Linked DNA regions of Mus musculus: all the other regions are linked to region 6. Evidence: chromatin contacts called from public HiCAR-type and HiChIP or PLAC-seq data. All regions are on one chromosome and are shown on one strand. The core of a region is the stretch at or near the end of the contact, and the rest is flanking DNA. Distances in the headings are between cores, read along the strand shown. Region 1 overlaps Prkca (protein kinase C, alpha). Region 2 overlaps Prkca (protein kinase C, alpha). Region 3 holds the start of Pitpnc1 (phosphatidylinositol transfer protein, cytoplasmic 1). Region 4 holds the start of Cacng4 (calcium channel, voltage-dependent, gamma subunit 4). Region 5 holds the start of Helz (helicase with zinc finger domain). Region 6 holds the start of Gna13 (guanine nucleotide binding protein, alpha 13). Region 7 overlaps Prkca (protein kinase C, alpha).

Evidence for each region. HiCAR-type assays count read pairs that join an accessible place to other places. HiChIP or PLAC-seq counts read pairs in DNA pulled down with a chosen protein or histone mark.
Region 1: an H3K27ac HiChIP or PLAC-seq map of microglia shows a contact between it and region 6, with 6 times the contacts expected there. The contact joins the enhancer-like site here to the promoter of Gna13 in region 6. A contact is called at or near these places in 2 of 39 promoter capture datasets (the 3T3-L1 cell line and pre-B cells) and 5 of 115 datasets of contacts at active chromatin or transcription factors (the 230-238 cell line, astrocytes, kidney and 2 more).
Region 2: a contact with region 6 is called in a HiCAR-type map of astrocytes, with 6 times the contacts expected there. The contact joins the enhancer-like site here to the promoter of Gna13 in region 6. A contact is called at or near these places in 2 of 39 promoter capture datasets (the 3T3-L1 cell line and hippocampal neurons) and 3 of 115 datasets of contacts at active chromatin or transcription factors (astrocytes, epiblast stem cells and large pre-B cells).
Region 3: an H3K27ac HiChIP or PLAC-seq map of embryonic stem cells shows a contact between it and region 6, with 7 times the contacts expected there. The contact joins the promoter of Pitpnc1 here to the promoter of Gna13 in region 6. A contact is called at or near these places in 4 of 39 promoter capture datasets (embryonic stem cells, erythroid cells, hippocampal neurons and 1 more), 4 of 115 datasets of contacts at active chromatin or transcription factors (astrocytes, embryonic stem cells, extraembryonic endoderm stem cells and 1 more) and 1 of 9 other capture datasets (adipose tissue).
Region 4: an H3K27ac HiChIP or PLAC-seq map of embryonic stem cells shows a contact between it and region 6, with 6 times the contacts expected there. The contact joins the promoter of Cacng4 here to the promoter of Gna13 in region 6. A contact is called at or near these places in 2 of 39 promoter capture datasets (both in embryonic stem cells) and 4 of 115 datasets of contacts at active chromatin or transcription factors (astrocytes, embryonic stem cells and forebrain).
Region 5: an H3K4me3 HiChIP or PLAC-seq map of embryonic stem cells shows a contact between it and region 6, with 10 times the contacts expected there. The contact joins the promoter of Helz here to the promoter of Gna13 in region 6. A contact is called at or near these places in 5 of 39 promoter capture datasets (the C10 cell line, embryonic stem cells, liver and 1 more), 2 of 484 Hi-C or Micro-C datasets (both in embryonic stem cells) and 6 of 115 datasets of contacts at active chromatin or transcription factors (embryonic stem cells and extraembryonic endoderm stem cells).
Region 7: an H3K4me3 HiChIP or PLAC-seq map of pro-B cells shows a contact between it and region 6, with 5 times the contacts expected there. The contact joins the enhancer-like site here to the promoter of Gna13 in region 6. A contact is called at or near these places in 1 of 39 promoter capture datasets (pre-B cells) and 5 of 115 datasets of contacts at active chromatin or transcription factors (astrocytes, extraembryonic endoderm stem cells, kidney and 2 more).

The regions. Positions count from the first base shown.
Region 1 is chr11:108,247,185-108,249,884 of GRCm38.p6, reverse strand. All of the region lies in intron 2 of Prkca (protein kinase C, alpha), which reads left to right. Among named protein-coding and RNA genes, the nearest start is that of Gm11655, 76 kb to the right of the region's middle. Within about 2 kb of position 1,389, at least 99 of the 459 cell types and tissues checked have an H3K27ac peak or open chromatin away from gene starts, as enhancers often do. A contact at or near this core is called in the 230-238 cell line, microglia and pre-B cells, where this site is marked.
Region 2 is chr11:108,024,572-108,027,271 of GRCm38.p6, reverse strand. All of the region lies in intron 5 of Prkca (protein kinase C, alpha), which reads left to right. Among named protein-coding and RNA genes, the nearest start is that of Mir7223, 29 kb to the right of the region's middle. Within about 2 kb of position 1,326, at least 53 of the 459 cell types and tissues checked have an H3K27ac peak or open chromatin away from gene starts, as enhancers often do. A contact at or near this core is called in astrocytes, where this site is marked.
Region 3 is chr11:107,469,452-107,472,151 of GRCm38.p6, reverse strand. It overlaps Pitpnc1 (phosphatidylinositol transfer protein, cytoplasmic 1), which reads left to right and starts at 1,432. Exons shown (of 9, transcript NM_001359616.1): 1 at 1,432-2,261. The coding sequence starts at 2,214.
Region 4 is chr11:107,793,297-107,795,996 of GRCm38.p6, reverse strand. Cacng4 (calcium channel, voltage-dependent, gamma subunit 4) reads left to right here and starts at 1,291. Exons shown (of 4, transcript NM_019431.4): 1 at 1,291-1,752. The coding sequence starts at 1,533. It overlaps Gm11650 (predicted gene 11650), which reads right to left and starts at 2,125. Exons shown (of 2, transcript NR_165828.1): 1 at 2,032-2,125; 2 at 144-1,059.
Region 5 is chr11:107,546,642-107,549,341 of GRCm38.p6, reverse strand. It overlaps Helz (helicase with zinc finger domain), which reads right to left and starts at 1,409. Exons shown (of 33, transcript NM_001368755.1): 1 at 1,361-1,409. It overlaps Gm39426 (a long non-coding RNA gene), which reads left to right and starts at 1,348. Exons shown (of 3, transcript XR_003949607.1): 1 at 1,348-1,421; 2 at 2,319-2,560; 3 at 2,675-2,700.
Region 6 is chr11:109,361,449-109,364,148 of GRCm38.p6, reverse strand. It overlaps Gna13 (guanine nucleotide binding protein, alpha 13), which reads right to left and starts at 1,355. Exons shown (of 4, transcript NM_010303.3): 1 at 893-1,355. The coding sequence starts at 1,175. Gm11696 (predicted gene 11696) reads left to right here and starts at 495. Exons shown (of 2, transcript NR_038097.1): 1 at 495-1,043.
Region 7 is chr11:108,267,465-108,270,164 of GRCm38.p6, reverse strand. All of the region lies in intron 2 of Prkca (protein kinase C, alpha), which reads left to right. Among named protein-coding and RNA genes, the nearest start is that of Prkca, 75 kb to the left of the region's middle. Within about 2 kb of position 1,259, at least 99 of the 459 cell types and tissues checked have an H3K27ac peak or open chromatin away from gene starts, as enhancers often do. A contact at or near this core is called in astrocytes, pre-B cells and pro-B cells, where this site is marked.

The DNA of each region.
Region 1 (2,700 bases), core at 140-2,639, 1.1 Mb after region 6:
ACACACACACACACACACACACACACACACACACACACACACACCCCTCCCTTGATACCTCAGACCACTCTTTGTGTAGCCTCTCCTATCTTGATGCTTAGAGAACCTCCTTCTTTTAACTAATTAACGCCCAGAAATTCAAACCATCTTAACCTTACAAACGACACACATTTCCTGTTCCTCTAATCAGCTGCGTCTTATTGCAGTCCTCTCTGAAGATGGCACAGATGGTTCAGCACATGCTTCTGAGAATTGTCAGTGAACCTGAAGTTTTACTGCCCCCCCCCCCCAATCTGCGTCCTCTCATTTGAAAGGAAGATGGAGGATGACAAAGGAACTTGCCTGGTTGGGAAGGGGGTGTCTTGCTGATTTCCGGGTGCTTAGGAGTTCAGAAAACACAGAAAGCAAAATGCCCATTTGCAAACAAGCCCGGTTTAATACAGCCCAGAGACTGAGGCGGGATTCTCAGGGGAGATGGTCTGTCCAGTTTACTCCTCAGTCACCGGCTGATACCTTCCTTGTTTCTATCACTTGCTGAGCTCAAGCAACGCACCACAAACAGATCTATTGAAGGAGTAAAGAGAGAGACAGCCCCTCACCCCAGAGACCTATGACACTGGGTTTTTTAAGCACTGGGGTGTCTGTGTGGGGGGGTGGTGGTGAGAAATAATTAACCCTAAAGAAGAGAGTCTCACAATGTGGTCACAGCTGTCCTAGCTTCCTATGTAGAGCAGGCTGGCCTGGAGCTCCCAGAGATCCACCTGTCATTGGCTGCCTTCGTACTGATGTTAAACATGTGCACTGCTATACCTGGTAGGATTTTTTTTTTTTTTTTGAGACAAGATCTAATGTAGCAGAGGCTGACCCTGAACTTGCTGTGATTATGGGTATGGTCCACCCTGGCCATCCTGTCCATTAACTGCCCCACTCACACCCTCACCCCCAACCAAAGCTTCATCATTTGAAGACCCACTTGGGACCAAGGAGATAATTATATGGTCTTTTTTGGCCTGAAGGCTTAGAACTCAGCAAGGTCTTTGTAGTCTGTTCTTTTCCTCATTTGGGGTTTCTAAACATCCTTTAATGGGGGAAACTGACTCTACAAAGAGGATCGTGATTTTCACTGGTGCTGGTAACATGTCACCTTTGTAGCTAACACTCAGAGTGGAAATCTTACGTTCTGACGAGTGACCGTCCAGTGACACAGCTTAATCACCCAGGGATTGGTATCTTGGATGCCATGCCTCTCCTCCCTGGTCCCATGGACGGCCCTCTCCTATTTTTACTCATGAGATAAGAGAAGCGGAAGTGAAAGTTTCTGTCTGAGCCAAAGAGAGTAAGGGAGACGCTGAGGAGACTCTGGGGTGCGGAGAGTTTGTCTCCGGTGCTCACCGGCTCTTACTGCAGTGCAGAAGAGTCGAGTCTTCCTCTGGATGGAAGGGGCTGCTCTTTCCCCTGGTTGTTTTCTGTTTGCCATGGTTGTCGTGGGAGCTGGAGATGAGGCTCAGCAAGGGGAGAGCTTGTGGAGCAAACAGGAGAACCTCAATGTGATCTCCAGCACCCCTGTGAAAATGTCAAGTGTGGTGGTGTGACATCAGTGTGTGACATCAGTGTGTGACATCAGTGTGTGACATCAGTGCTGGGAAGGTGGAGGCAGGAGGATCTCTGGGACTCAAAGGCTAACCAGCTTAGTGTACAGGGTATGTGATTCAGGCTAATGAGAGACCCCCACACACACCCACACACCCACACACACACAATACATACTCACTTAAAAAAAACTTGCCATGGTGGCCCACCCTCCTCCTCCCTCCTTCCTTGCCTCTGTCCTTCTTTTCTTCCTTCCTTTCTTCCTTCCTTTCTTTCTTTCTTTCTTTCTTTCTTTCTTTCTTTCTTTCTTTCTTTCTTTCTTTCTTTCTTTCACTCCTCTCTCTTTCTGCTATGTTGGGCTATTTTCAATATTACAGGGAAATCTATTCATGAAATGCCCTTTCCTCTGTCCCCTACTTTGCACATTGGGTTCATTTGCTTGGGCTATCGTAATACAGAACACACACACTGAGGTCTTCACGGATAGCAGTTTATTTTCTCACAGCCCTAGAGCCTAGAAGTCCAAGACCGGGGTTCTTAGCAGATTGATTTCAGTGTGGTTTACAGACAGAGGCCAAGGCCTTCTGCGCGTGCTCTGGCCAAGTTTCTCATCTCTTTCTATCAGATTAGGGTCCACGTCTGTGACCTCATTTAACCTCATTTAGCCCAATTACCTCTTGATTGAAAAGGCCCTATCTCTAAATAAGGCCACCTTCTTCAGTATAGGAGGTTAGGTATCAAAATACAGATGTTCTAGGGGACACAGTTCAGCTCAAGAGGATGCCCGCTGTACCTTTGCACCATAACTCTGTAGTTCTAGACCCCCTGAATTATATTCCTGTGTTTCTAGAACCCAGCACACCTCAGCTTATAACTATTCGATGAGTCAAGAATTGGAGCAAGGCAGGGCTTTGTTCTGCTGAACTCATGAAACTATCCAAGCAAGGCCCGCACAGAGCTGACAAAGCTCAGCACACATTTGTGGAGCATTGCTGGCTGGGTAGGTGGCATAGACATATGAAAGTTCAAGGCACGACAGAAGAATGTGTCTCAAAATGTTCTAAGTGGTGAGAAAACAGGGATGGTTCTGTTGTGGTTGTTGTTGGCTCC
Region 2 (2,700 bases), core at 77-2,576, 1.3 Mb after region 6:
ACAGGCTAGAGATATGGCTCAATGATAATGTGCTTACCTAGCATATACAAGACCCTGGGCTTTATCCCCAACATTATAATCAAACAATCAATATTATACTATAGATGTCTTTACAGGAGAGCAATTGTCAATCAGCATAACAGTATGTCAGCATCAATCCTCTGTTTTGGTGGAAGTGCAATTGCCTTTAATCTTTGCCTTTATACTTTGTGCATTTAAATTATTTTATGATGACTATGCATTGTCCCTACAATGAGAAGTAATTATTTCTTAAAATCAATGCCTCCCTATGTTTATATGCAGATCTTATCTGTCTCCCACAACTAGCAAATATTTTTCACAGTCATCTACTTTGGAATTATAGAATATTAGCAGATAACATACGTGTTATTGGAGTACTTAGTGTATGCAAGAGGAGGCTATATTAAAAGGGAAACAGGGCTATACAGTAAGACTATGTCTCAAAGTTGAAGAAAGGAGACAGAGTAGGACGAAAGGAGAAGAGAGGGGAAGAGAGAGAGGGGGGGAGGGGAAGAGAGGGGGAGGGAGGGGAAGAGAGAGAGGGAGGGAGGGGAAGAGAGAGGGGGAGGGAGGGAAGGAAGGAGGGAGCATGAACTGACTGTGCATACCACGCTCATTAAATTCTTTAGCTGACTTTGATTGAGTAGTTGCTGACTCACCATTTGGGGACACTGGATTTACTGGGGCAGAAAGCCACCCTTGTGACAAAGTAGTGGGTTTAGACAGCAGAACATTCAGTGAATGTGTTTTTAAACAATGTACTTCTTAAGTCCTTGAATTCAGGTTTGTGGTCACACAAGGTGGGTATATTCTCAGTGTTGCTCGCTCTTCTTGCCCTTGACTCTGGCCATAAGGAAACTAAGATCATAGAATTTGTGAGTCATTGTTTATTAGCACAAATGAGATCAAATCAGAGTCCGTGCTCGTGACCACAGACAGCATCCGCAAGCTTGGTGCAGTGTGATTAGAGCAAATGCAGCAAGCCAGACAGCCAAGACCCTCCAAGTGACCCACGTCTCATTTGTTGATGCCTCATCTACAATTGTTCTTTGCTGAAGATGCCTTTGCATCTCATTGGGTGAAACCCAGCAAAGCTCCATGTGTAATGGTTGCCCTAGAAATGTGGAGCAAATGGCCCTGCATGGCATATTTTCTTCCTGAAAACTAACAATACATTTTATGTCCCTTAGTCTTTGAGCACTCTGAGACTCTTCAAATCATTTGATGTCTTCTGGGAAAGCACTTGGCTCCTTTTGGCCTGAATTGAGTCTCCTTGGAAAAAGGCCTGTTTGGTTTTTCCCTTGTGTTGGAGTCCCTCCAAATGGACACTCTGTGAACTGCAGCTCAAAGTGAGAGCCTCGAAAGGCCTTGCCCACTCCAGCTCCTGTCAGAATCCAAGAATCTGGCCTGCGTGGCTTTTGCCTTGCCCTGTGTTGACCCTGGGGAGATGCCTGGGGAGGAAGTGTTTTGTCCCTGTCCCCGTGTTTCTGTCAGCCTGTGGAGATCTGATAGACAGGGCTAGCAGGAGGCTGGAAAGCCAGAGAACAGGGTTGTGTTCCAGATAGGGTGTGCCCAGGGATGGGACAGCATGAACCCAGAATCACAGGGCAAAGGTTGTATGGAGACCCGTGTGTGTGGCAGATAACTTCCCCATGCTGCTATGCTCGGTGGTAGGTGTTCAAAACAGTCGAGAGGAGAGTAACCCGTGAGTCTTTGGGAATCATGTGTCAGTCCTGCATGTGACAGGTTGAGTGGAATAAGATATTTGACTTCCTTAACCAGTCAGTTGAAACCAGTGTCGGCTCTGAAGTTATACCACTATTGGCTTGGTAAATCAGAGGATGGAGCATGCTGAAGACTACAGCATGATGTGTTTGTACCTGCTTGTAAACCTAGCCATGGGAAGGCAGAGTATGACGATGGCGGGTTCAAGGCCAGCCTAGGCTATGTAGCAAGCTTATGTCTCAAAAAAAACACAAAATAAAAATAAAAAGCAAATAAAAAGTATTTGTTGAAGTGAATGGTGGGATACTCTGGCTATTAGACTATTATTAGTTTCAAGATCAGACCTCTAGACACAGAGTCCAAGTGCCACTGGAGTGTTGATGAGAAATCTCTCAGTGGTACCCTGCTCCCGAGAGGAGGATGTCATCTCTTCCTGCCTCACATCACACAGTCCAATGCATTCCTCTACAGAGTGTCAACTCTACCTTGTCACTTGCTTGAAGAAAGAATCACTTGCCTCTATCTGGACAGAGTTGACTGCTCTTGGGTGCCAGTTCATGGAGGACTCACATTCACACTAAGGAGAATATGACGTGACCACCCTGGACCAGCACCCTCATTTGCAGTTCTTACCCAATATCAAGCCCCAGCAGGTTCTTGTTCCACACTGTCTAGGTCACTCTCAACTCCCTGGTGGCTTTGCTCCACTCAGGCCTCTGTCACATGGTACTGTAGCTGATAGACAACAGGAATGTGGGACTCAGGCTGGGAAGATCAAGTTCAAGAAACTGGCAGCTGCTGTACCCATGGGGAACCCATTTCCTGATCCTGAAATAATGCCTTCTCATTGGGTCCTCACACGGTGGGAAAAGCTAGCAAGCTCCCTAAAACCTACTTTATACGGGCACAAATCTCATCCATGAGGGGCCCATTCTCCTGACCTAATCACCTCTC
Region 3 (2,700 bases), core at 183-2,682, 1.9 Mb after region 6:
AAACAAAACAAAACAAAATTTCTCAGGGTGTTTGGTTTACCTTTAATTAGCTGCTGTAAATATTTCAGAGCCAACTTTGGGAAGCATTTATCTAGAAAATAGTTTTCTTTCTTTGTCTCTCTTTCTTTCTTTCTTTCTTTCTTTCTTTCTTTCTTTCTTTCTTTCTTTACCAGAATATAAGCTATGTTTAGGGTGTCATTTTCCTAGCAGGCTGGATCATGTTCCCTGAGCTCTAAACTTGGGTCATCTGGACAACATTAGCCAGAGCCCACCCTCATTATGTTGATTAGTGACTTATTGAGCATCATTTTAACATACTATACCATTGAGGCCTGCAGAGTCTGCATTGCCCAATGCAAGCTCTATGGGTGAATGTGGGTCTCCAGAACTCACAAATGCACACACACACACACACACACACACACGTTTGTGTGAACATATGCATCTATGTTTGAGAGCCAGTGATGTTTACACATTATCCTCCTATAGGCAGTGGATGCACTTTTTTCCTCCATTTTTAGGAAAACAAGCTAAAAAAAAAAAAAAAAAAAAAAAAAAACAAACCAAAACCGAATGCCAGACAAATGAAAACCAGACTTCAGCAGTTACATGCTGCTTCCTGAGTAACTAAAGAATGTGCTTCTTGTGGTTAAAATGAGAGATCTGTTTAATATGGATGAAATACCAACACCCCGGGCATTTTTATTGACATTTCACTGTGACTTTTTGAACTTAGGAGTGCTGACACGAAAACCTATTCTTTCTGCTCTGGGAAGCCTGCAGTTGGGATTGCAGAGAGCCAGGGAGAAAGAGGTAGCAGGCAATGCTTCTCTCTCTCTCTCTCTCTCTCTCTCTCTCTCTCTGTGTGTGTGTGTGTGTGTGTGTGTGGTTGCGAGCGCGCACGCATTTTTACTCTGTTTTCACCAACACTGCTGCAGAACTCCGCCTTGAGAGCATGTTAGAAAAACCCATTCTAAAACCATCATTTCTCTTGCTCCGGCCTTGCTTACTCCATCAGAGAGAAAAAAATGTTCGCTGTGAGCATTTGTAAACACGCCCCCAGCCCCAAAGTCAAGGGGCACTAGTGCACTTTGGAAACGGTTTCCAAAGCGACTAAGTAGAGAGCCCTATGGCACCCAGGTTACATTTGAAAACAGATCCAACGTTGTAAGAGTCCAGGATAGCTTCTTTGCGATTCTCTGTTCTCTTTGCGTTAGCTGTTCTAGGTTCTGGGACAGCCCTGGCGTCTGGCAGCAGACGGGAGAGACATGCTGTTTTGTTTAAATCCTCCACATTCTTTGCCATTTCCCCATTGGCCGGATGGGGCTACCCTCCCCGCCGCGGCCGCTGCTGATGTCAGCCTCGTCGCTCTCGCTCCTCCCGCACCCACCTCCCTGCCCCAGGCACACTGCAGCTCGGCGCGGACTCTCCAGTCGCGGCGAGGTGGCTGCAAACTCACGGGCACGCACGGCGCTCTCAGAGCCGAGGGACTCGGGGGAGGGGACGCGCGCAAGCCGCTGGCAGCCAACCGCCTAGGTTGAAGACACCCGGGGCCCAGAGCAGGGCAGAGCCTTGGCGGCTGCGGCTTCCCTTTTCTCTCTCAGCTGAGCTCCGGAGAGACTCGGGGACTGGCCCTAAAAAAGAGCAGGAAATCTTGTTTACCGCCCGGGGAGAGGAGCCCATCGAGCCTTTGTTTGGAAAGTCAGCATCGCCTGCTCCCGCGGCAATGTGTTCCTGGTGACATTAACCCACGGTAGACGGGTAGGAGAAAAAGGGGGCTCGCCAGGTTCAGCTCTGCTTTCGGAGGAGGATCCAGAGGAGACTTTTGTGCGTTTGTTTGAATTTGTGGAAATCCCTTTTCCTCCTCCTTTTGCCTCTCTTGCCCGCCGCCGGGCATGTCCTGATCTGGTGGCCGCGCCTACCAGCCCGGGGCTGCTGATCCGAGCTGTCTCCCGCGGGTCTCCCTCCCTCAGTGCCTGACTTTGCAATACCGAGAGGGCTGATCTCTGCGAGGAAGGAGGCGGGGGAGTCACAGACACCGGGACCCGAAGCTTGACATGCTCCGGGGCGGACCGGAGGCAGTTAGGAGCTGAGCGCACCACCGGGGCTGCTTCGCTTGCCGGTTCCCAGCGTCTTTGCCCTCCTCTGGGCTCCAGCCTTGCTCATCTGTTGGGACGCCCCCTTCTTTCCCGAGGTCTGCGGCCGGCAGGAACATGCTGCTCAAGGAGTACCGAATCTGCATGCCGCTCACCGTGGACGAGGTAGGCACCGCGCCCGGCCTCGCCCGCTCCGGGTCCCCAGCCGCCACCACTCGGCCGGCGGGTCCACTGCGTGCGGCGGGGAAACCCTGGCGCCCAAACCTGGAGGCTGGAGGGGGAGGAGGCAGGGGATTCGCTGTTCCCACTCGTCACCCCAGCAGAGGAAAGGCGGCGTGGGGGTGGGGCGGGGGAGTCCAGGTGAGCTCTTCGGGGACATCTAGAATCAGATTCCTGGGGACCACAATGCGTCACAGGGAGCTGTTGCGCCCCCTCCCTCCAATTAAGCAAATGCACAGAGTATAAGAGCCCAAGCATGCTCTGCAGCCGGAGTATCGGGGTAACCGGCCGTGGTGGTAGCCACTGTCCCCATGTCCTCTTTACAAGGTGGGCTTGCAGGGACAAATTCCGCGCGGGTGGGATCTGCAGACCAGAGTCCCGCCTT
Region 4 (2,700 bases), core at 42-2,541, 1.6 Mb after region 6:
TTTTCTATTTGTTTATATTCCCTTCTCCCAGCAAAAGATAATTTTTCCCAGGGCAAACATTTGCACATTGCTACCACACACGGCTATATACGAGGGGGGAGCTCACACTCTCCAGAGAGGAAGAACAGTGAGTGCTCTGAGGCTGGGGTCATTCATTTATTTTCTCTGAGGAAAGCTGGGAAAGTGGCCCGGGAGGTAAAATTGCAAGGGCAGCAGCTTTCCATGTGTCTCTTTCAATCCCAGGGGGTCAGAACAGCAGCCCACAGAACAACCCTCGAGGATGCAACAGGGACAAGGGTGTAAGAAATGGCCTGAGTTCCCCCCCCCCCCGTGGGTTTCAGGCCTCCTGCAGGGGAGGAGGGGAACTGGGTGGCAAGGAAGGAGCCTGGCTCCAAGGAGCTCGGAGTGTATCCAGCTTGGGACCCTGCCAGCACCAAAAGCAATTAAGGGAAGAGGCCAGAGGCCCCGAGGCAGAGTCTGACAAGGTTAAGGGGAGGTGAGGAAGAGCCGGTTAGGCTGAGGAAGAGCCAACCGGAGAAAAAGTAAAGGTTCAGAGAAGGACAGGGAGAAGAAACAGCTGGAGGCTACAATGTAGTTGCTGGTGTTCCTGCCTCTATCAGCAATGGACTATCAGAAGTGTGACTGTAGTGTGTCACATCCTCAGTCCCCCTTCGAAGAAGTCCAGAGCTCCCCAGTGCCTGCTAGAACCCCTTGGCTTGCTTCGGTTGAAATGGAGGTGATCTTCATCTGGCTTGGCCCATAAAGAATGTCTCCCGTCTGTGACCCACATCTGGGCCCTTTGGAAACGCGAGGAGTCTCACAGTACATCCCTGCCTAGACCTTCATAACCAGGTACAGCCATAAGGCCGTGGGGAAAGAAGGAAAGGGGACGCAATCTCCATCCCACAGAATGGGATACAGAATCCTGGGGACTAAGGAGATCCTGGCTGTCCCGGGTTGGAAAGAGAGGTGACTGGAGACGCAGCTTCCCCGGGGTCCTTCCAGGGAACCAATCTTTCTTTCCCTCGGCTTCCTTCGCTCTGATAATGTGAATGAAGCCTGGGAGAGAAAAGAGAGCGCGCGTGAGCGCAGGGAGGGGAGAGAGGGGAGGGAAAATCCCGGCCGTGGGAGAGCGAGCGCGGGGCCAGAGGCGGAGGGGCGGCGCCGAGAGAGCGCGCCGGGCGGCGGGCGGTGGGTGGAGGCGCGGAGGGCGCGGGCCAAGAGCGGAGGGGAGGGCGGGCCGAGAGGGAGGAGCCCCCGGCCGCCACCGCCGCCGCTGCCGCCGCCGCCAGCCCGCCCGGCGGCCCGCGTAGCCCGCGCAGCCCTCACTCGCCGCCGCGCCTCGGAGTTTGAGCCCCGCGCAGCCGGAGCGCAGGCACGCCCGGGGCGCGGGGTCGGAGCGCGCAGCGCGGCGCCGCCCCCCGGCCCTCGGCCCCCCAGCCCCTGGAGCCCCCGGAGCCGCGCGCCGAGGGAGGAGGGCGGGCGGGCGCGGCGGGCCGGGCCGGCGGGCGGCGGACTATGAGGCGCCCACCATGGTGCGATGCGACCGCGGGCTGCAGATGCTGCTGACCACGGCCGGAGCCTTCGCCGCCTTCTCGCTCATGGCCATCGCCATCGGCACCGACTACTGGCTGTACTCCAGCGCGCACATCTGCAACGGCACCAACCTGACCATGGACGACGGGCCCCCGCCCCGCCGCGCTCGCGGCGACCTCACCCATTCGGGACTGTGGCGGGTGTGTTGCATCGAAGGTAGGACCCCTACCCCCAACGCACACACATAACACGCACACATGCACACGCACACATTGCCCCGGGGAGTGGGCCGGGGGAGGGGTGGGCGCGGCGCTGGCTCCACGCGAGACACAAAGAACCTAAAGCTGGGAGGGTGGGTTCCCGAGTGGACACGGGCGCAGCAGCCTCGGGTCCCTCTAGGCTGGGGACCTCCCCAACACACCGATCCCACAAACTCTCGGCTCGCACGCGCACACCCCCTCGCGCACAGACACAATGAAACACACAGAAACTCACGCACGCGCGCGCAACCCGAGAGCGGAGCGATCCCCAGGGGCCTCGCCGGCGCCCCTGGGGGAGGTGGAGGCTGGCGTGGGGGCGGGAGGAGTCTAGGGTTGGGGGGAAAGCGGACGCGGGAGGAGGGGGAGGGGTTGCTTGGCAACCGGTGTCTGTGCGATTGCTATGGGAACTGGCCATCCTGGGGCGGGGCCGGCCGGGGGCGGGGAGCCCCGGGGCAGCTAGGCGCTCACTCCAAGCCCCCAACTGAGAGGGTAAGGGCGGGGTACAGGTTGGGCCCCAAGCGGTTCTGGGGGAGCCAGGTAGCTCCAGCCGGCCGGCCTTCTCTTGATCCCTGACACCACAGACTCACTCCTCTCTGCGCGATGGGTACAAGAGGGGAACCGCGCCGCGTCTCCCGTAACTGAGGCAGCAAGCCCTGGGTCACTGCCCCTCAGCACGAAGTCGGCAAGAGACCTCCGTAGGAACCAAACTGGGGAGAGGAGAGTCAACAGCGGACCAAGAGTGGGCTGGGAGGGGCGTGGTCGCTGTTAGGGCAGGGCGGGGCTCTGTGACCCCCCTAGTATACAGAGACTTGAGAGGTGTGCTTCGGTTGAAATGCATCTAGAGATAGGGATTGAGTCCCTTGGACTGTGGGGACAGCTTCTAGGAGCGCGAGGCAGAAACCTC
Region 5 (2,700 bases), core at 160-2,659, 1.8 Mb after region 6:
AGCAAACAGAAAAAGAAGATGGTATGCAACACCAGTTGGAGCTGTTACCAGTTACAAGCATTTTATAGTCCTTTAGTAAAAGAATATGGATACACTTCAAGTGGAAAAAGTTATTTAAAAAAAAAAAAAAAAAAGATACAGGATGAAGCTTTGGAGGGGAAAAAAATTTGCTTCTTTTACCTAAAATTGAAAATATTTTCTTTCAGCAACAGATTAGAAAATAGTCTTCAACCTTAAACATAATAAACTCATCTATTCTACACTGATTAGTCTTACTTTCAAAAATAAAAGAAGGGAGAAAAAAATCAAGGAGGGGGGGAAAAAAGCTATTCATATGAGTGAAGAGAGCAAAATCAAGAACAAACTAGGCCAGATAACGTCTCCCTCTTCCCCCGGCTGCTCCCGGCATCCACTATCTCTGAAGTTACACTTCTGATTATCCTAATGGCTTGTCTAAAAAGTGTAACTTTGCAAGGGAGAAAGGATGCCAATTTCGGAGCTCAACAAAAAAAAAAAAAAAAAAAAAAAAAAACAAGGTTCCCAACCCAAAAGGAATCTGAAGGCTCTGGCTTCCAGCCCTGTCTGTGAGGACCCTCAGCAAAGGCCAGGGGGCAGAAGACTCAACTCATTTTGGGGAGAGAAATCACAGTTCCTACTTAGGACTATGTGTCCGAGCCCTTGAGGGTAAAGAGAGAGAAGGAAAGAAAGGGGCCTTTGGAGACACCTCCAGGAAGAGACTGTGCATTTGTTTTTGTAGATGTGCTCACGGGCCACGCATGTCCCAGGAGGGGGGCGGGGAGAGGGGGACCACAGTGAATCTTGAGCAGAGCCCTCTGCTGGGGAGGGGCGCCCCCTGACCCACTTTCGTGCTGTCCCCTGCCCTGGGGTCGCCGCCCCACCCTGGGTGGAAATGCTAACCCGGAGGGCTGCACCGCGCGCGGCGTGGGAGGCCGCCCGCTCCCCACCCTAAGCCGCGACCCTGGGGCGCGGGGCGTGCGGGGACCCCAGGGTCGGCCCGTGCCGGAGCAGCCTCGCGCGGGCTCCCGGGTCCCCCCGAACCTCGGGCGTGTGCAAGGACCCTCGGGCCACCGCCTGGGTCCCTGGCACCTCAGCCCCCCAGCGGAGGGAAAAGGAGATTGAGGAGGGGAAGAAACAGTAAACAGCTCCAGCGTCCGGGCCTCGCCTCTGAGAGAGCCCCGCTCCCCAGGCCCTGCCGGCGGCCGGCGGGATCCCCCGCTGTCCCCGGGGCCGCGCTGTCCCGGACCCGGAGCACCCGAGGAGAGTCCGGGCCTCTCCCCGGATGGCTCTGGAGGCTCCTGAAGCGACCCGGGCAGCGGAGAACGGGGAAGTCAGGACTTACCTGTCATTACTTTCTACGCCATCTTGGATCCACTTGTCAACGTCCCCACAAAGCATTATGGGTAAGAAAGAGCCTTTAAAGTGACTCCCCCCCCCCCTCGGCCCCCGACTCCCGCCTCCCGCCGCCGGCGCCGCCCCCTCCGGCTGCACCTCCCTCCGGAAAGTTGGCCCCAGAGGCCCGCCCGGCCCCCTTCAGCGCCTGCGAGACTTCTCAAGGAACACCCCTACTCACACACCCAGTTTTCCAACTGTGCCTTTGGGGTGCTCTCTCTTCCCCCCACCCCCGTCCCTATCTCCCCCATTCCTTACGCGAGCTGCTGTCTGCCCCGCCGCGATCCTGCCCTAGTAGCCAGATACCCTACTCCTGCATTCAATCAACACGGCGTGTCCCGGACGCGGGTGGTGTGTGAGCCGGCTAGCGGATGCATAGATGTATGCAGGGATGCATGAGCGCATGAATGCGCACGCCTGCGAGCGGTTCCCCCAGCTCCAGGTCCTTGCTACCGCTCGCGCTTCCCGCCCCGGGGCATCCGCCAGGCATGTCGCACTCGCGCGCGGGGACAGTGTCGGTATCCTAAGAAGCCACTCTGGGGCCCTAGGATCCCAGGAACTCGGTGAAACGCCGAGTCAATCCGCCCGCAAAGCTGCAATTGGGATCTGGGAAGGTTAAGCTAAATGCAACTTTTACCCCAGTTTACTCGCGCGGTCCCCTCCTCTTGGCCGGTAATGTGATCTGCGACCCTCTAGGTCGGAGGACCCCCTCCCCTAGGAATGTGGCTTTAGAATTCAGCCGGGTTAGAGTCCAAATTGTGGACTGTGACTTCCCCATGCAGGTAACTCAAGAGAACCCGGCTGCAGAGTCCGGGTGGGGCGTGGATGCGCGCCTGGGCCGGGAGGGGGTCCCCCGGGTGGGTTGGGGGGTAGTGCCTACCGCGTTTCAACTGTCCTGTTCCCACAAGGCGGCGACCCCAGGCGGCGGGACAAGGTAGAGGGCGGGCGCCACGCTGGCTCTGGGCAGAGAGAGGAGGGGGATGTCCAGAGTGGCTTGGAGGCGACCAGGACGCAGGAAGTAGGAGGCGACCGTGCGCCGGCAACAGACCTTTGCGAGCATCCCGCGGGCATCTGCTTTCTGGTTGCAAGACAAGCCCAGCGCTTTCCCCGCCCCTCCCGCGTTGCTTCAGGCGAGCAACACCTAGCTCAGGTGACCACCCCTTTTGCTCCATGAAGTACCAGCTCCTTGCAGCCCTAGTCCTGCCAGAAATGTAGGTCTGTTCATTAACTCCCCACCCCCACCCTATACATTCTCTTCCTCCAGTGTCAGCACTGCTGAGTTTGAGGACC
Region 6 (2,700 bases), core at 106-2,605:
AAGGAATAAAAATATTGGGTGGTTTTCACTTAAGGAACAGTATTTAAAATACTGTTCAACAGGATTTGTGAAGCCCACCATGCAGTCCAGCACATGTATTTAAACATAAATTCATGAAAGCATTAGAAATGATATGAAATGATACTGTTTTTTTCTCCTGTCTCGAGTTATTAAGAAAAAAAAAAGTGTGCAACATGTTGAACTGTGATTACAAACATCCTGTAGCAATGAGCCGATAAAACCACTCGCGCTAATTTTTTTTAATAGACTTTCCTGATGCCAGTTCAGTAAACGTGAGTTTCATACTCTTGCCCCAAAAGGCTCTAGAGGCTGTCACTCTATGCCCTTGACAAGAGTCTCAGGGTAAAAAAAAAAAAAAAAAAAAAAAAAAAGTTTCCTCATTACAACCGTTCCAGAACTTGCTTAAGTCAAGAGGTGGCCTAGGAAGCCCAAAGCTGGAAGGGTAACATACCCGGTTACTAGGGTCACCCACCAGGGACGGGCAGAAAGGAAAGAAGGATAGGAAGGGATAGGGAGTGTAGGACCTGGGGCTACTGATGGGTGGTCTTGCCCGGAGTGCAGGGAGGACACAAGTTGCCCCGCTGCCCCGAGTCACCCTACTCGCCGCACTTCCCTCTTGGAGGGGGCGAGGCCAGCCGCGGAGTGCTGGGCCGACCGTGACCCTCACCGGGGTAGCACGGGGGGGACAGCGGGGCGTCCCGGATCGAAGGGACCAGGGCAACAGGGCGCACAGAACGGTGCCCAAGGCGCGCCCACCCGCTCGCCCGTCCGATCTGATCCCGTTCGGTCTCCTCCGACTGGGGACCCGGCGGATGAGGGCGGTGCCCGGCCCGGCTCCCCAGGGGTCCCCGAGCCCCGCCGCGCCCCGCACCTTTGATCACGTTGCTGTAGATGGTGGGGCGGAACTCCTCGCGCGCGCGCTGGTCGAAGTCCTGGCCGTGGATGATCCGCATCTGCTTCAGGAAGGTGGACTTGCCGCTCTCGCCCGCGCCCAGCAGCAGGATCTTCACCAGCCGCTTCACGTAGGTCTTCTCCCGCGACAGGCATTTGTCGATCTCCTTGGACTTGCGCTGCTGCTCGGCCTCGCCGTTCGTCAGCACGCAGCCCGGGAAGCACACGGACAGCACGGAGCGCGACGGCAGGAAGTCCGCCATCTTGCCGCCGCCGCCGCCTCGGCGGGCCCCTGCGGCTCCTCCACCTCCTCCTCCGGCAGCGGGCGGCTCCGGCAAGGCGGCTGGAGGGCGGGGAGCGCAGCGGCGGCCCGAGCGCGCCCGGGGAGGGAGGGAACCCGAGGACTGACTCGCCAGGGCGGGCCGCGCCGGCCGGGGGAGGGTGGGAGGGAGGGAGGGAGGGAGGGAGGGCGGGCCCGGGGAGGGGCGGCGGCCCTCTGGGCGTGCGCGTGCCCGCTGCCTTTCGGGTACGCGCACGCAGGCACGCCGAGCGGAGGAGGGAGCGGCAGCGGCGGGAGTCACGCGCTCCTGTGCAGCCGGGAGCGCGCTCGGAGAGCGGCGGAGCCCGGGTCACGTGGGCCAGGCTGGGCGCGCGCGCCTGCGGATCCAGAGTTTCTGTTTCCCTTTAGTGCCACCGCTTCCCGGAGCCCCGAGGCGAGTAAGCAAAGCCCATCCTGACCCCTTTCCGCTGGGGCATCTTTCTCACTACAGATCCCACTGCCCTTTCCCATAGTTACTCGCCCGCCGCTTGCTGTCACCTTCACGCGACCTATTTTGAGACCATTGGCTGGGACATCCCCGCACCCGACCAGTGCAAGCCTTCCTTCGTTACAGTTTGCCTTGTTTTGTTTTGTTTTGTTTTAACTCTTGAGACAAGATCCCTGCGGCCCAAGTTGGCTTAAATTTGTGACAATCGTCTTGCTTCAGCCTCCCTGTCCGTTTCTGGTATTACCGGCAGGCAAGAGCTTTCCTTCAAGATCGTGCGTTTAATTAGCAGCGACCCTTCCCCGCCCCCTTGTCATCCTAACCATCCCGAATCTGGAAGGATAAGTAGATGTCAGATGTCGTTATTGATCAACACCTCACCCTAGCAGCTCAGGGCACTATTGATAACCTGCCCTGGTTTGAGGGGAAGTTGGAGTTGATGTTCTCGTGAGATGTGCCAGGAAGGTCGCTGGCGGCTGGCTCACTCATTAGATTCCCATCCGAGCTGCACTTGTGACTTGGGTAATGCCTTCTGAGGTCAGTGAATGGTGGAGAGGGTGAGGTCATGTTGAAAATCCCCCTAAACCGGACACTCTGATGCACGTTCTTCCCAAGGAAGCAGATAAGCGCTCAGCCTAGGACTGCAGCAGGCACATTTTGGGTTTCCTGCCGGATTACAGAGGATATGACAGACAAGAAACTTTTTTTTTTCTGTCATACCAGCAGATCAGGCCAGAACACCTGAAAAAGAGACTCCTGGGGAACACGTGACTAGTGACAGCTGAATGACTGTAGCAAGGACCTCAGAAGCCAACTTCTTCATTCTTGTCAGTTTCAAAGTTGATGCCTGTCTGGTTTTGCTCCTGGGACCTGACTCGTGTGCAACTTGGGAACTTCCTGTGTGTTAGGGAGTTGGGGTAAAGAGGTCAACACCGTGACATGCACAAGTTTAAAATTTTAAAAACCAGCACTATAAGTCAGTCCATCAGTTACTGTCCATTTGGGCCAATGACTGGGTAGCTCA
Region 7 (2,700 bases), core at 10-2,509, 1.1 Mb after region 6:
CACACAGACACATCATATAATATACATACCACACATATACACACATATGCTCACATACACATATACACATACCACACATACATACATACATACCACATATCACACCATACACACATACCCCACATATCACCCACACCACACATACACCGTACATCACACACGTACACACACTATATCACACACACATACACAAATACATACACACCTCTCTCTCTCACTCCCTTGTGTATGTACAAATATACATTCTGATCTTCCTCTTTGGTGGAATAGTCTGTAAGCAGGCACTCTTCCAATGTTGAAGGCAACCCAAGTGGTGTCATGGGAAAGAACGAGGAAATCTGCTTTTCAACAGACTGGGCAGTTAGCACTGGCTTGTGTGAGAAGGTGACATCAGAGTGCTTCCGTGTGTACAGGCGGCAGTTAGCAGCGTCCATGTCTGTAGCAAAAGGAAAGGCGCTGTCCTGAGACAGAGCCACTGTCTTCCGAATGCTCACTCAGCTTTGCCATATTTGGGGCTTTGGCCTGTGTGAGTCCTCTATGGTTCTGAACTAACCTCATTTATTACTACCTTAGCCTCTCGGGGGCTGTCTTTGAAAAAGTGCCTTTCATTTTGCATGCATTCTCTAGCAGGTTTATTAATGTGCAAAGAGGCAGGGGCTTGTGCAGATCCGGGAAATGTTTAGTCAGCAGGGCCTCCCGGCCCTGTGAAATGCTTACAAGAGCTAAGCGACCTGGGATGACAAACAGACACACTTTTGCATATTAATAGCTGTGGCTTAATGTTGTAATTGTACTGAGGAATTCTGTACATCCACATATAGAGGGAAGTACAGGCCGTACCAAGTAGCCAGAACCTCAGCTCCTTCTACTGTGTAATGGAGGGTTTTGTTGAGTTTAGAGACCACTGGAAGGCCCCCACTGAGGCACTTTGGTGACTGCATGCTTTCTGATCTATTTAGATGCATATGTGGCTCAAGTGAAAGACACACACACCCTAGACCAGCAGGAGACAGGCACTTTCAGGCCCATTAGGCACTTTGTTGACTAAACAGTGGGGGAGTTGTGCAAGACAAACATTGCATACTGGTGTGAGGTAGAAATAACAACAGCTCACTCCAGACTGAGGTAATCTGAAACGTGAACCAATGATGTTACAAGATTCGGGGTGCTATGGAAGTGATGGGTAACCCCTAACAAACCCAGGTACTGTATGGGTTTGGCTTTTAAGTCCTCCCCATCTAGGCTCTGTAAAACCACTCTGGGGTTGCTCATCACTCTGACAGGTGGTGCTGTCGCTGAGGATAGGCACATGGCGGGTCTGTGGAGTGGGGAGGTGCAGGGAATGGCAGACTGCCGCTTGGTGCAGTCCTGCTTCTAGTTACTGACTGCATCTGGGCTCTCTGGCGCTGGCCTTTGCTGTCAGGAATGGTCCATCGATACCTTGAGATAGAAGTATTTAAGCCTGGGTTTCAGCAGGGTGTGATCAAGCATGGTTTCTCACAGGAAGCCCCCTAGCATGCTGCAAAGCATGTGGTTACACACGCGCATGCACATGCGCACACACACTTTCCAGAGCACTGGTAGGGGCTGCTGAGCCCCTGTACCAAGAAGAGACTCCCCAGGGAGGGGGAGACTCCAGGGCTAACTGGCTGTCTGAGAGGCAAAGAGGCTGAGAGGATTGTGAAGAGGCCCAAAAGACATGTGTTTTATACCGTGGTGACAGCGGTCACTGGGGGGCTTTCAGTGGATCAGTTTCTGTGACACCTGAGGAAGCAGGCACAGAAAAGAGGCCTCTGCTCATCCATGAGGTGTCGCAGTGACTTAGTTCTTAGTCACTCTGCAGTGAGTGTGGAATCAGGCTGGGCTCATCCAACATTCAGCAGGATCCTACCCTGGGACCTGAAGGGGACGTGGGGGCAGTTAGGGAGGTCAGAATGACTTTGCAAAGAAGGATTTATGTCTAAACTATTAGGTTGGAAGAGAATCTGTCCCCATGGGGATGAAAGTGACTAATGTCCGGCTGGTCTTTGAATCATCACTCATAGTCAGTACGCGGCAGCGGGCACCTCTGGGTTCTAAGTGCAGAGTATTTAGCAGTGAACAGGGCAGGAGAGCACTGTTCTCCTGGGACTTCTGTTCTGTGGGTGGAGGTAAGTCACGTGGTAAGCCAGCGAGCCCCAGAGGAGCACAGGGCCATTTAGAAACAGTCTTCCAAAGAAAACAAGCCTTGTGATGGCTCAGAGTAGTGTTGTGGAATTAAGATATGACGCCATTTTCAAATTCTGGCATCAGGGATGTGCTTGCTTAGCATATATGGAGTTTGCTAAGCCAGGTGTGGTGCAGCCTGCAACCCCACCTCCGGGGGAGCGGGGAGCTGGCAGAGGAGTAAAAGCTAGCCTTGGCTCCAGTGAACATCAGAAAACAAGGGACAGTTCTTACCACGAATGCATTTTGCCTTTTATTTATTGTTGGCATGCCCACAAATCCGAGCTATTGTTATTTTGACCGTTGTTTAGCAGTGCGGCAGACAATTTTCAGACAAGGGGTACGGCTTAGCAGGAGGACCTTCCCGCCCAGGACTCAGGGTGCTAGCCTCAAAACCGCAGAAACAAACAAAAATAACAACTACCACCCCTTTCAGATTCTCTTTTATTTTCCCTTTTACCAGTCTTACTGAGGGTGCTCAAAGGGGGAGACCCC